Regions from separate parts of the Rattus norvegicus genome. Here all the other regions are linked to region 3. Evidence: chromatin contacts called from public Hi-C data. All regions are on one chromosome and are shown on one strand. The core of a region is the stretch at or near the end of the contact, and the rest is flanking DNA. Distances in the headings are between cores, read along the strand shown. Region 1 has its middle 60 kb from the start of Rpl21l6. Region 2 has its middle 25 kb from the start of Rpl21l6. Region 3 overlaps Pik3r1 (phosphoinositide-3-kinase regulatory subunit 1).

What was found. Hi-C and Micro-C count contacts between places; a contact is called where the count stands out from the background.
Region 1: a Hi-C map of liver shows a contact between it and region 3, with 2.4 times the contacts expected there. The contact joins two enhancer-like sites. A contact is called at or near these places in 6 of 12 Hi-C or Micro-C datasets (the A7r5 cell line, frontal cortex, kidney and 2 more) and 1 of 1 datasets of contacts at active chromatin or transcription factors (oligodendrocytes).
Region 2: a contact with region 3 is called in a Hi-C map of liver, with 2.7 times the contacts expected there. The contact joins two enhancer-like sites. A contact is called at or near these places in 3 of 12 Hi-C or Micro-C datasets (kidney and liver).

What each region holds. Positions count from the first base shown.
Region 1 is chr2:34,201,252-34,204,910 of GRCr8, reverse strand. No RefSeq gene overlaps it. Among named protein-coding and RNA genes, the nearest start is that of Rpl21l6, 60 kb to the left of the region's middle. Within about 2 kb of position 2,335, at least 3 of the 93 cell types and tissues checked have an H3K27ac peak or open chromatin away from gene starts, as enhancers often do. A contact at or near this core is called in liver, where this site is marked.
Region 2 is chr2:34,286,983-34,290,382 of GRCr8, reverse strand. No RefSeq gene overlaps it. Among named protein-coding and RNA genes, the nearest start is that of Rpl21l6, 25 kb to the right of the region's middle. Within about 2 kb of position 2,057, at least 11 of the 93 cell types and tissues checked have an H3K27ac peak or open chromatin away from gene starts, as enhancers often do. A contact at or near this core is called in liver, where this site is marked.
Region 3 is chr2:34,615,855-34,619,234 of GRCr8, reverse strand. Pik3r1 (phosphoinositide-3-kinase regulatory subunit 1) reads left to right here. Exons shown (of 16, transcript NM_013005.2): 14 at 87-155; 15 at 736-906; 16 at 2,061-3,380. The coding sequence ends at 2,250. Among named protein-coding and RNA genes, the nearest start is that of Pik3r1, 80 kb to the left of the region's middle. Within about 2 kb of position 2,079, at least 3 of the 93 cell types and tissues checked have an H3K27ac peak or open chromatin away from gene starts, as enhancers often do. A contact at or near this core is called in liver, where this site is marked.

The sequences.
Region 1 (3,659 bases), core at 1,086-3,585, 410 kb after region 3:
ACCTCATCAGTCCATAAATCATTTATTTTCTCTAAGCATTAGTAAAGCCAAGAGGAAATATGGTGTTGCAGTAACAAGGTCAGTGTCACATGGACCTGGCTCCAATTCCAACCCCCCACTGTGTCACCTTAAAACAGATGCCCTCCCCTGCTGAGTTTCAGTCAATATCTTACCAAAGCACAGGAATAGTACCTGAGGATTACACATTGAGAGACACTCCACAAAGTTCCCAGATTAGTATCTGTAGCATAATATGTGGACATCCTATACCTTGCTTCCTTTCTCTCTTCTAACACAGTGGACCCCTTTGTGGGTTGAATGACCCTTTTACAGGGGTCACATTTCAGATATCCAGCATATCAGATATTTACATTATGATTCATAACAATAGCAAATTCACAGTTATAAAGTAGCAACACAATAATTTTATCTTGAGGAACATGAGGAACTGTATTAAAGGGTTGCAGCATTAGGAAGGATGAGAACCATTGCTCTAAAGTTGTGCCAACTGGAGAGTTGACCCAGCAATTAAAAGCACTAACTGCTCAGTCCCCAGCTCCGAAAAAAAAAAAAAAAAAAAGCACTAACTGCTCTTCCAGAGTATTGAAGTTCCATTCCAAGTAAGCACATGGCAGCTTTCAACTGTCCATAACATACATACATACATACATACATACATACATACATACATACATACATACATACAAACATACGTACGTACGTACGTACGTACATACATACATACATACATACATGCAAACCAAACAGTTAAAAATTCAAAAAAATTTCAAGAAAAAAGCATCAGTTTTTTTTAAGAGGCATGTTAGCAAATGATTGCATCTGAGCTATCAAGGAAATTCGAATGAGGAAAATCCTGGAGAGTTAGACCTCGTTGGTAAGAATTAGGGGTCATTATTCAGAAAGGATCATTGAGGCAGACAATGACATATGGTGAACTGGCAAGATTACAGAGAAAGGGCCTGTGTGAAGTTCCTTTGCTGGGTAGAGCTGACCGACATACTTTTCTCAGTATGGCTGACCACATCTGTGCACCATCGACCTCTTAGCTCTCAGCCCTACTCTCTCCACTTCCTCTGCCTACTCTGTGTGTACTGGGGAACTGGATCTCATGCACATAAGTGACTCCATGTATAATTAGGCTATGGGAGTCTAGAAAGCTTGACCAAGGCGGGAGAAAGGGAGAAGCTAAGTTGTCCATCCTTTTTCTCTTTGCCCCGGGAGTGTCCTGCAGTGCTCCTGCAGACCCCCAATTTCAAAAACAAGCAGCTCCTCTGAGCTCTCACTTCCCTGTTCTCCCTGATGCCCCAACTACAGCTCCATTATCCCGGCCGCCCCATGTGGTATGCCTGCCCCAGGTCTGAAACAGCTGTTAGCCATTGCCAAACTCTGAGACGCTTCTCACCCCCTCAACAGTGTCTTGATTATAACTCTAACAGCACAACCAGTTCTATGGAACAGTGCATCTGTTGAGAGATTAAACTGTTTTATGCTTCCTCACTAACCTCTAGCTGACACAACATCTAATCAAAGCATATCCGTGTGATCATTTGTATAATCATGCATGATTCCATACTTTAGAAAACATACAAACTCAAACTACATCATGAGTACTATCCCGGTAAAGAGAAGGAAAAAAAATTCAGTTTAGAGTTCTCCAGCCCAAATATATCCTAGATCTGCTAATACAGGGTAATTACTCATTTGTGGACATGGCATGCATTTATGTCAGCATTTGCAAGGACATGTAGAAAGGCATATGACAAATGCAGAAATTAATTCCCCAGGCATAATTTGAAATGTATTCCACAAATACCTGAAAGAATGAGGGAATAAAAATCTGACAATTACAGAATAGGGGTAGGAAATCACATTGAAAATCATAATCTCATAATCGTACACAGCTAGATCAAAGCAGAAGGTCCAGACAGTGCCCAGGAAGCACAGAGTGGGAGAGGTAAGAGGAACCCATCGGAACCACAGATACTCCCTGGGTTTTTCCACCCAAGGAATAATAGATGGAGAAAGTGAAGGAGACCCAGGAGTGACTGGCGTGGAACTTAGTGCAACTTAGACATCGTTCTCTAAGTGCCAGCTTGGACACAGCCCTGAAGGGTGAAGGAAGAAACCATCTGATTGCTACGAGCACTAAGTGTCCTTCCTTTGCTGTTGTTTGAGATGCCGTCCTCTCTCTCTCTCTCTCTCTCTCTCTCTCTCTCTCTCTCTCTCTCTCTCTCTCTCTCTCTCTCTGACCTCCAGTCACTCCTGCCAGTGTTTACAGTATTGATTGTTCCAAGATCAACAATGCTTTACCGGTTTCGCCTGCCTAGATAAGAACACTATTAAAAACTGTGAGAACTCGAGGAGAGCAAACCGGAGGGATAATGAGCTGGAGGCTTTGATGGGCAGAGGAAATGAGAGGCAGATTGGCTAAAGCAATCACATTTCCAGCACAGACCCAAAGAAAATCAGGCATATTGTGTGGGACAAACAAATTCCAATTGGAGAATGGATTCCAGCATTGACCTAATTATCCACTGTCCAGTTCTCATTCTTACGGGAGGAATCCAGGCAAGTAAAATAAATCCTTGGAGCCAAAGCCACTCCTTCTAATAATGAAAATTACTTCCTTTTTTCTTCTCAAAGTCCCAGATGGTTAAAAAATAAAAATAAAAATCCCAGAATATTTTTGTGCTGTTTGAGCCTTATATATAACATCTGTCCAGATAATATGACTTCCACAGGTTCACGTAGGTAATTTCTATGCAGTCAAGGGAGGTGTGAAGGGGGTTCTTTGAGAAAACGAGTTCAAAGGAAGGACAAGAAGCCTCAACTTTGAAAGGATAAAGCACCAGTAAAAATCGATTGCTCCTAAGTAAATTATTAGTTGAACGAAGAGGAAGGATTAAAGCTAAATACTGGGAGCTCCTTGCTAAGCTGAACGGTTGTGATCCAAGTGTTCCCGAGAAACCGTTTCTAAGCTAAAAGGGGGTAAGAGAGAAGCAACTGTAGTCAACTGTAATATAGCAAGTATCTGTCACGTGATTTAATTACAGAAATGAAAGCAACCCAGGAATTATGTGGTCTATTCAAGCCTGCAAGGAGCACGAACAAAGAATATAATTATACATCAAGCCTGTTGATTAAACAATTACTATTTAAAGCAGATATAGATTTAAAATTAATTTGCTTCTGCATTCTGAGGATTTGGGGACCAAGATAAACAGTGTTTGAAGTTTAATTATCTGTGTGCAAGATGAAGGGGCTCATTTCCATTTGGTTAGCGCTCCGGAGCATTTTGGATGGTATAAAGGGACGCAACCAACACCACAGCCAGCCTCCGCAGCACTGAAACGGATGATTAAACTGAGCAAGATGGCCTGCTCAACCTAATCCCCAGCGAATGGGGGGATAGTGCAAGAGACATTGTACAACAGCACATTAATATTCAAATGAACACTAGCATGAAGTTTACCTGGAGGGCAAACACACTATCTCCAAGAGACCAGACAAAGGCCAAGCGCACAGCCCCAGCTCCACCACAGAGGTTTCTGGGGATTGGATACCTTTATACAGGGCCAGATACACAGGACACCTATCTGCCAGCTACTCTAAATGGAATGACTCTTATCAGCGGCCAC
Region 2 (3,400 bases), core at 808-3,307, 330 kb after region 3:
GGCAATATCACTAGAACATTAAGATCAATAATCTTGAAACATTGGGGATTTTCTTTTCTTAAAAAAAACATGTTTTTACTGGATATTATATATTTTCCCTTGGAAGGTAGAGACTATTTGGAGTTTATTATCTATAGAGAAATAAAAAGAAAATGTAGATATAATGAGAAAGAGCAGAGTGCTCTGTCCCCTCCATGATGAAGGTCCATTAGAAGGGAAATTGTGTGCCGTTTGTTTGTGTGTGCCTACTGTAGCAACAGTTCCGTCTGAGGGTTCCCAGGTCCCCAGGATCCGTCTGAGGGTTCCCAGGTCCCCAGGACCCATCTGAGGGTTCCCAGGTCCCCAGGACCCATCTGAGGGTTCCCAGGTCCCCAGGACCCATCTGAGGGTTCCCAGGTCCCCAGGATCCGTCTGAGGGTTCCCAGGTCCCCAGGACCCATCTGAGGGTTCCCAGGTCCCCAGGACCCATCTGAGGGTTCCCAGGTCCCCAGGACCCATCTGAGGGTTCCCAGGTCCCCAGGACCCATCTGAGGGTTCCCAGGTCCCCAGGATCCGTCTGAGGGTTCCCAGGTCCCCAGGACCCATCTGAGGGTTCCCAGGTCCCCAGGACCCATCTGAGGGTTCCCAGGTCCCCAGGACCCATCTGAGGGTTCCCAGGTCCCCAGGATCCGTCTGAGGGTTCCCAGGTCCCCAGGACCCATCTGAGGGTTCCCAGGTCCCCAGGACCCATCTGAGGGTTCCCAGGTCCCCAGGATCCGTCTGAGGGTTCCCAGGTCCCCAGGACCCATCTGAGGGTTCCCAGGTCCCCAGGACCCATCTGAGGGTTCCCAGGTCCCCAGGATCCGTCTGAGGGTTCCCAGGTCCCCAGGACCCATCTGAGGGTTCCCAGGTCCCCAGGATCCGTCTGAGGGTTCCCAGGTCCCCAGGACCCATCTGAGGGTTCCCAGGTCCCAGTGTTCATCTTTGGTAGTAGCAAGTTTACTAACTATGAGAACAGACACTTCAGTATGAACCAAAAGAACAGAGAAGTCTCTATCTTAGCTTAAACAGATTGCTGGTTGAATGAGGAAGATTTTAGGCAAGAAACAGAGGGTCTGTTGCAATTTATTTTTCAGAGGAATTAAGTCTCAATCTAGAATGATGTAAGAACATCACAGATCATGTATCATTCTGACAGAGACAGTGAGGTAGAAACAAGGAATGTCAAGAACTTACAATCAGAATGGAGCTCATTTCTGTACACCGGGAAGAATCTACATGGAGCTCTACCTTCTGTCTTTACTTTTCACTTCTTAAGTTTGGGAAGGAAGCAAGTATCTCTCCGATCTGCCCACCACCACTCCCTAAACATCATAATCACCCTTGTGAGGGAATCACCATACATTATGGGGAAACAGAATGCCTTATCAAGGAAATGGTGGTCTTCCTCCACAAGTGTCTGAGAGAAAAGTTCTCACTGAAGGAACAGTTTAAGTGCAGTCATTATTGGAGCACCTTAATAGCCTTCTGAAGTTCCTTTTGTATTTCCAGATTCTTCCATTCTACTCTGTCTCTGAGAAAAACAAAGCACTGAGAAGTCTCCTAGCAAGCCGGCAAGAAAGTAAGAACTACGTCTGAGATCAGATGCAGAACTAATCTTTGATTTAATCCTACTAAGCCTTGTGCCCAGTATTTCAGAGTTGGTCTGGGTCCAATGTAGACAGAGGTTAAACAAATTAGCACACGCACTGATGGTGGGAGTGGCATTTTCAGAGTTATTTGAAGATTATGTCCACCTTGCCAGCTCAGACTTGCAGCAAGTAAGTAAACTTAGATTAACCCTAGATTAATCCAAAGACAAAAGAACCTTCAGCCAGAAGACTGAGATAGGAGTGGGGATGGGGAGAAAAGTATGCTCTGTCCTAATCACTGGGAGAGAGCCCGCCATCCATCTGAGCCAAGTCTGTCCTGATCTATAATGAGATCAATTGTATCTGAAGCTCTTTGGGTCCTGGCAGCAGGACAGGCCCAGCAGGGCAGCAATGAAGAGCGATGACCTCACTGAAGAGCACAGCCAAGGCCACAAACCTCCATTTCTGGTTCTCCCTTCCACCCTCCCTCCTCTCTTTAGCCACTGCTGGACTGCCTGTTGCCCAGCAAGGCAGAGCTAGTCTTCAAAGTAAACTATCAATGCTCTGCACTTGCAATCTCTTTTCCAATGAGCCTAGGAAGAGCTTTTCTATGTTATAGTCACCTGAAATGTTACGTAACTTGAGGCACTTGCTGACAGGAACCTGGTGTGACTGTACCTTGGGAGGTTTGGCCAGCAACTGACCAATGCAGATGTGGATGCTTGGAGCCAACCTTCAGAGCTCAGAGACCTTGGTGGGGGAGCTGGCAGAAGGACTGAAGGAGCAGAGGGGAATTGCAACCCCATAGGAAGAGCAATATCAGCTGGCCGAATTACCCAGAGCTCCCAGGGACTAGACTACTAACCAAGAGTGTACAGGGAGGGATCCATGGCTCCAGATACATATGTAGCAGAGAATAGCCTTGTCTGACAATCAGTGGGAGGGGAGGCCCTTGGTTCTGTGGAGGTTTGATGCCCTAGTACAGGTGGATGTTAGAGCGGTGGGGCAGGAGAAGGTGGCATGGGTGGGAGAATACCCTCATAGAGACAGTGGAGGAGGAGGAGGAGAGTGTGGATGTGGGATGAGGGGTTTGTGGAGGGGTAACTGGGAGGTGGAATATCATTTGAGATGTAAACGAGTTGAATGATTAATTTAAAAAAAGAGAGAAATTAGCCAATATATATATATATATTCAACCTCTATAAATCAGCTTTATGGGAAATATTTAGCCACCTCCCCATCCCCTTCGACATGAAATACTTATGAAATACTTCTGCCTAAATACATTCAATTATTCCATGGACATGGAGGACTAAGGGCATGGCTTCTAGGCTCTACCTCAGAATAAAAGCCAAGATTCCATATCACCCTAACCTTTCACTTCTTTCCTTTCTTACATACTACAGAAATGCAGAATGAGAATATCTTTGTGAGCCATTTTGATTAGTGATTCCACAAGAGTGTAATTGGTGTAAAGGAGAACCACAGAAAGGGTGCACAAGCTCTAAGTCATCTGGGTGCTGGGAAAGCAGAATTTCCCTATTAGGAGAAGAAGAAAATGCTTAGGGAGAGAGTCCTATGCCAACACATTTCTACAAAAAAAAATGACATAGAAGGCCTTTTGGATTCCAGATAACTCTTACAAAATATTTTGATGGATTAAATGCAAAAAGTGAATCAAGCATATGGATTAAATTTTCATTAAAATACAGATGGGATTTTTGTTATTAAATTAAGTAAAATGTTTGGCAAAGTAGATTTGGTTTTGGCCAATCCCAGGGACATTTGAA
Region 3 (3,380 bases), core at 830-3,329:
GTGTTGGAAATAGGGCCTGGAGACTTTGACAGTGGCTAAAATCAAGGAGCAATCCTCAAGGTCCTTACTTTGCAAAACTCTTTCAGGTGGCTGACGCAGAAAGGGGTCCGGCAGAAGAAGCTGAACGAATGGTTGGGAAACGAAAACACAGAAGAGTAAGTAGCCGCGGAAGTCGGGAGGGAAGCAGACAGCTGCAGAGCTGAGAGTTTTGTCAATGGGTTTTCACTGACTTTGGGGCACATACCAAGGAAAAACTATAAACTCAGTGGCAGGACCCAGAGCTTTACAAAGGGAGAGTTGGGCCCAGGAAGATTGGGTTTTTGGCATTGTTTGTTTTTTTAACCCACAGTTATATAAATTGACCCTGTATGTATGTCCATAATGATGCCCCTGAATATCAGAAAAACCCCCAAATATTTTTGGAACAATGAGAGGAAACCGACAATTATGTTTAGTATAATTTGAAGGTTAAGTATATGTTTGGCTTGAATTATTTCCGAACGGGCAGTCTTCTGATTTCTGCCCCTGCCCGGGTATCTAAGGGTGGCCTCGGACTAGCAAGAGGAGGTAGTAATAAGGTTCTGCTCACCGTTCACCCTGGGGGTTGGTGAGAAGGCCAGACACAAGGAGAGCAGAGAGAGCTGAGTCATCTGATTGACTTGCTTGGAAGGAGACCTGGGGGCAGGCTGGGTTCCCACACTCTTCAGTCACAAACCTTCCCTTCTGCCTGTGCAGCCAATACTCACTGGTAGAAGATGACGAGGATTTGCCCCACCATGATGAGAAGACGTGGAATGTGGGGAGCAGCAACCGAAACAAAGCCGAGAACCTATTGCGAGGGAAACGAGATGGCACTTTCCTGGTCCGGGAGAGCAGTAAGCAGGGCTGCTATGCCTGCTCTGTAGTGTAAGTAGCTCAAAGCCACTTCCTCCTCCTGTTTCAGCTATTCGTCGGCCATTAGAATGTGAAAACGATTCTGTTTAGAACACCTAACGGAGAGACCCCTCTGCCATTTGGTTGGACAGCTGGGACAAGTGGTTTTTCTTTCTTTCTTAGTTATAAACAGAGATGGCCCACTATTCCCACCCCTCTAAGAGTCCATATAGTTAGAACGCACAGTCACGTTTCTGTGAGAACACCTGAAGTAGACCAGGCACTCCTTCAGGGATGACCTAAACAAGAGCAAGGACTCCATTGCGATCGTTCAGAGATACCCCCAGAAGTGGACACATTTCTATCTTGTAGTCTAGTTTCTTTTTACCCCTTAACTCTGTGGAAGGGGTACTTTAAAAAGTACAGTCGGAAGGCGGAGTATGGCGCCTGTAATCCTAGCACTCAGAGGCTTGGGCAAGAGGATGGTGAGTGACTGAGTTCAGCATAGGCTGCCACATGGAGACCCCAGTCAGCCGAAAGAACGATGCAAGGAAGGTTGGGAGTCACTAGCATCACAGGGACAGAAAAATAACCATCCTCTTGTATGGAAAGACACTAAAAAAAAAACCACGGCTTCGTTTAAGAGCTATCCCTATGAGAAAGACAGGGAGAGCTTTTGAGTTAGGATGAGAGACTAGGAGAATGCAGAATAAATGCCAAGATGGAGAGCTTTGATGGCATTTCAAGGAGAGCTGAAGAGACCTGTTGATTATAACTGGAAGGAGGGAAGCTAGCACGTGGTCCTACTGAGATAGTAACAACAGCACCTGAAAGGTCGGAAGCTGCCATTTGTCACATGCTGGCCACATGGCACATCCAGCCACACGTCTAGCAAGCGCTCACATCTCGTAGGAACCCTACTCCATACACACGGGTTATGCCTCTCCTTTTGTTAAAACGTTTAGCAGTCTAGTGAAGGAGGCTCAAATGCTGTGCGTGTTGCTTCCCCAGCATAAAGGGCACTAATAGTCTACTGTGGCTTTGGGGCTTTGGTTCTCCAGGAGTGAAACAGACCATTCACTGTGCCCCCTCCATGAGGACAGCTTTGTTAAAAATACCCTACAGCGGCATTCCAGATTGTCTGGGACCAGCTCAAAAGGCTTTTCTTGTTCCCTTCCCCTTTCCAGGGTAGATGGCGAAGTCAAACATTGCGTCATCAACAAGACTGCCACCGGCTATGGCTTCGCCGAGCCCTACAACCTGTACAGCTCCCTGAAAGAGCTGGTGCTACATTACCAACACACCTCCCTGGTGCAGCACAATGACTCCCTCAATGTCACACTAGCATACCCAGTATATGCACAACAGAGGCGATGAAGCGCTGCCCTCCCTCGGATACAGTTCCTCACCTTCAAGCCACCCAAGGCCTCTGGGAAGCAAAGGGCTCCTCTCCAGCCCGACCTGTGAACTGAGCTGCGGAATCGAAGCCGGATGTCTGCACATGGGACTAGAGCTTTCTTGGACAAAAAGAAGTCGGGGAAGACATGCAGCCTAGGGCTGTTGGATGACCAGACGTTTCTAACCTTATCTTTCTTTTTTTTTTTTTTTTTTTTCTTTTAATTTAAAGCCACAATACACAGAGGAAAAAGAAATGCAAAAAAATCTCTCCGTGCAAGGACAAAGAGGCCTTTAACCATGGTGCTTGTGAACGCTTTCTGAAGCTTTACCAGCTACAAGTTGGGACTTTGGAGACCAGAAGGTAGACAGGGCCGAGGAGCCTGCACCTGGGGCCGCTCGGTCCAGCCTGGTTTAGCCTGGGTGTCACTGGGTGTGGTGATCCCAGACACATCGCACTGTGGATTGTTTCCTTTTTAAATGAACGGATGACATGTAGCAGAGAGCCGCGTCTGCTCAGAGAGAGAACATCGATGCAGTGCGTTCGGAGGAAAAACAAAAACACCAGAAAACCTTTTTGTTCAAGCTTGTCAAACCAACAACCTGCCAACAGAGAAAAAGAGTGTGGACAAGGGGACTTAAAAATGACATTCAGTATATAAAACATGTACATAATAACGAGTGACTAACTATCAAATAGATGGATTTGTATCAATACCAAATAGCTTCTGTTTTTGTTTTGCTAAAGGCTGAACGTGCAGCGCTATGCAATTCTCGATTTTTATTACGTTGTTACCAGTTTCCGATCACCTTCAGAGTAAGCTTTCCTCACCCCAGGATTTTGTTGCTTGAAAATACTGTCCCTGACTTTTGTTAATATTTGTTTTTGTTATTCTTACTTTTTTTTAAAAAAAATAAAATAAAATAAATGTACAGGATGCCAGAAAGGAAAAATGGCTTCAGAATTAAAACTATGAAATATTTTACAGTTTTTCTTGTACAGAGTACTTGGCTGTTAGCCCAAGGTTAAAAAGTTCATAACAGATTTTTTTTTTTTTCTCGGACTAAATGTTGGGCAGGGCCCTGATAAGCTTCAAAGCTGCTTTATTCAA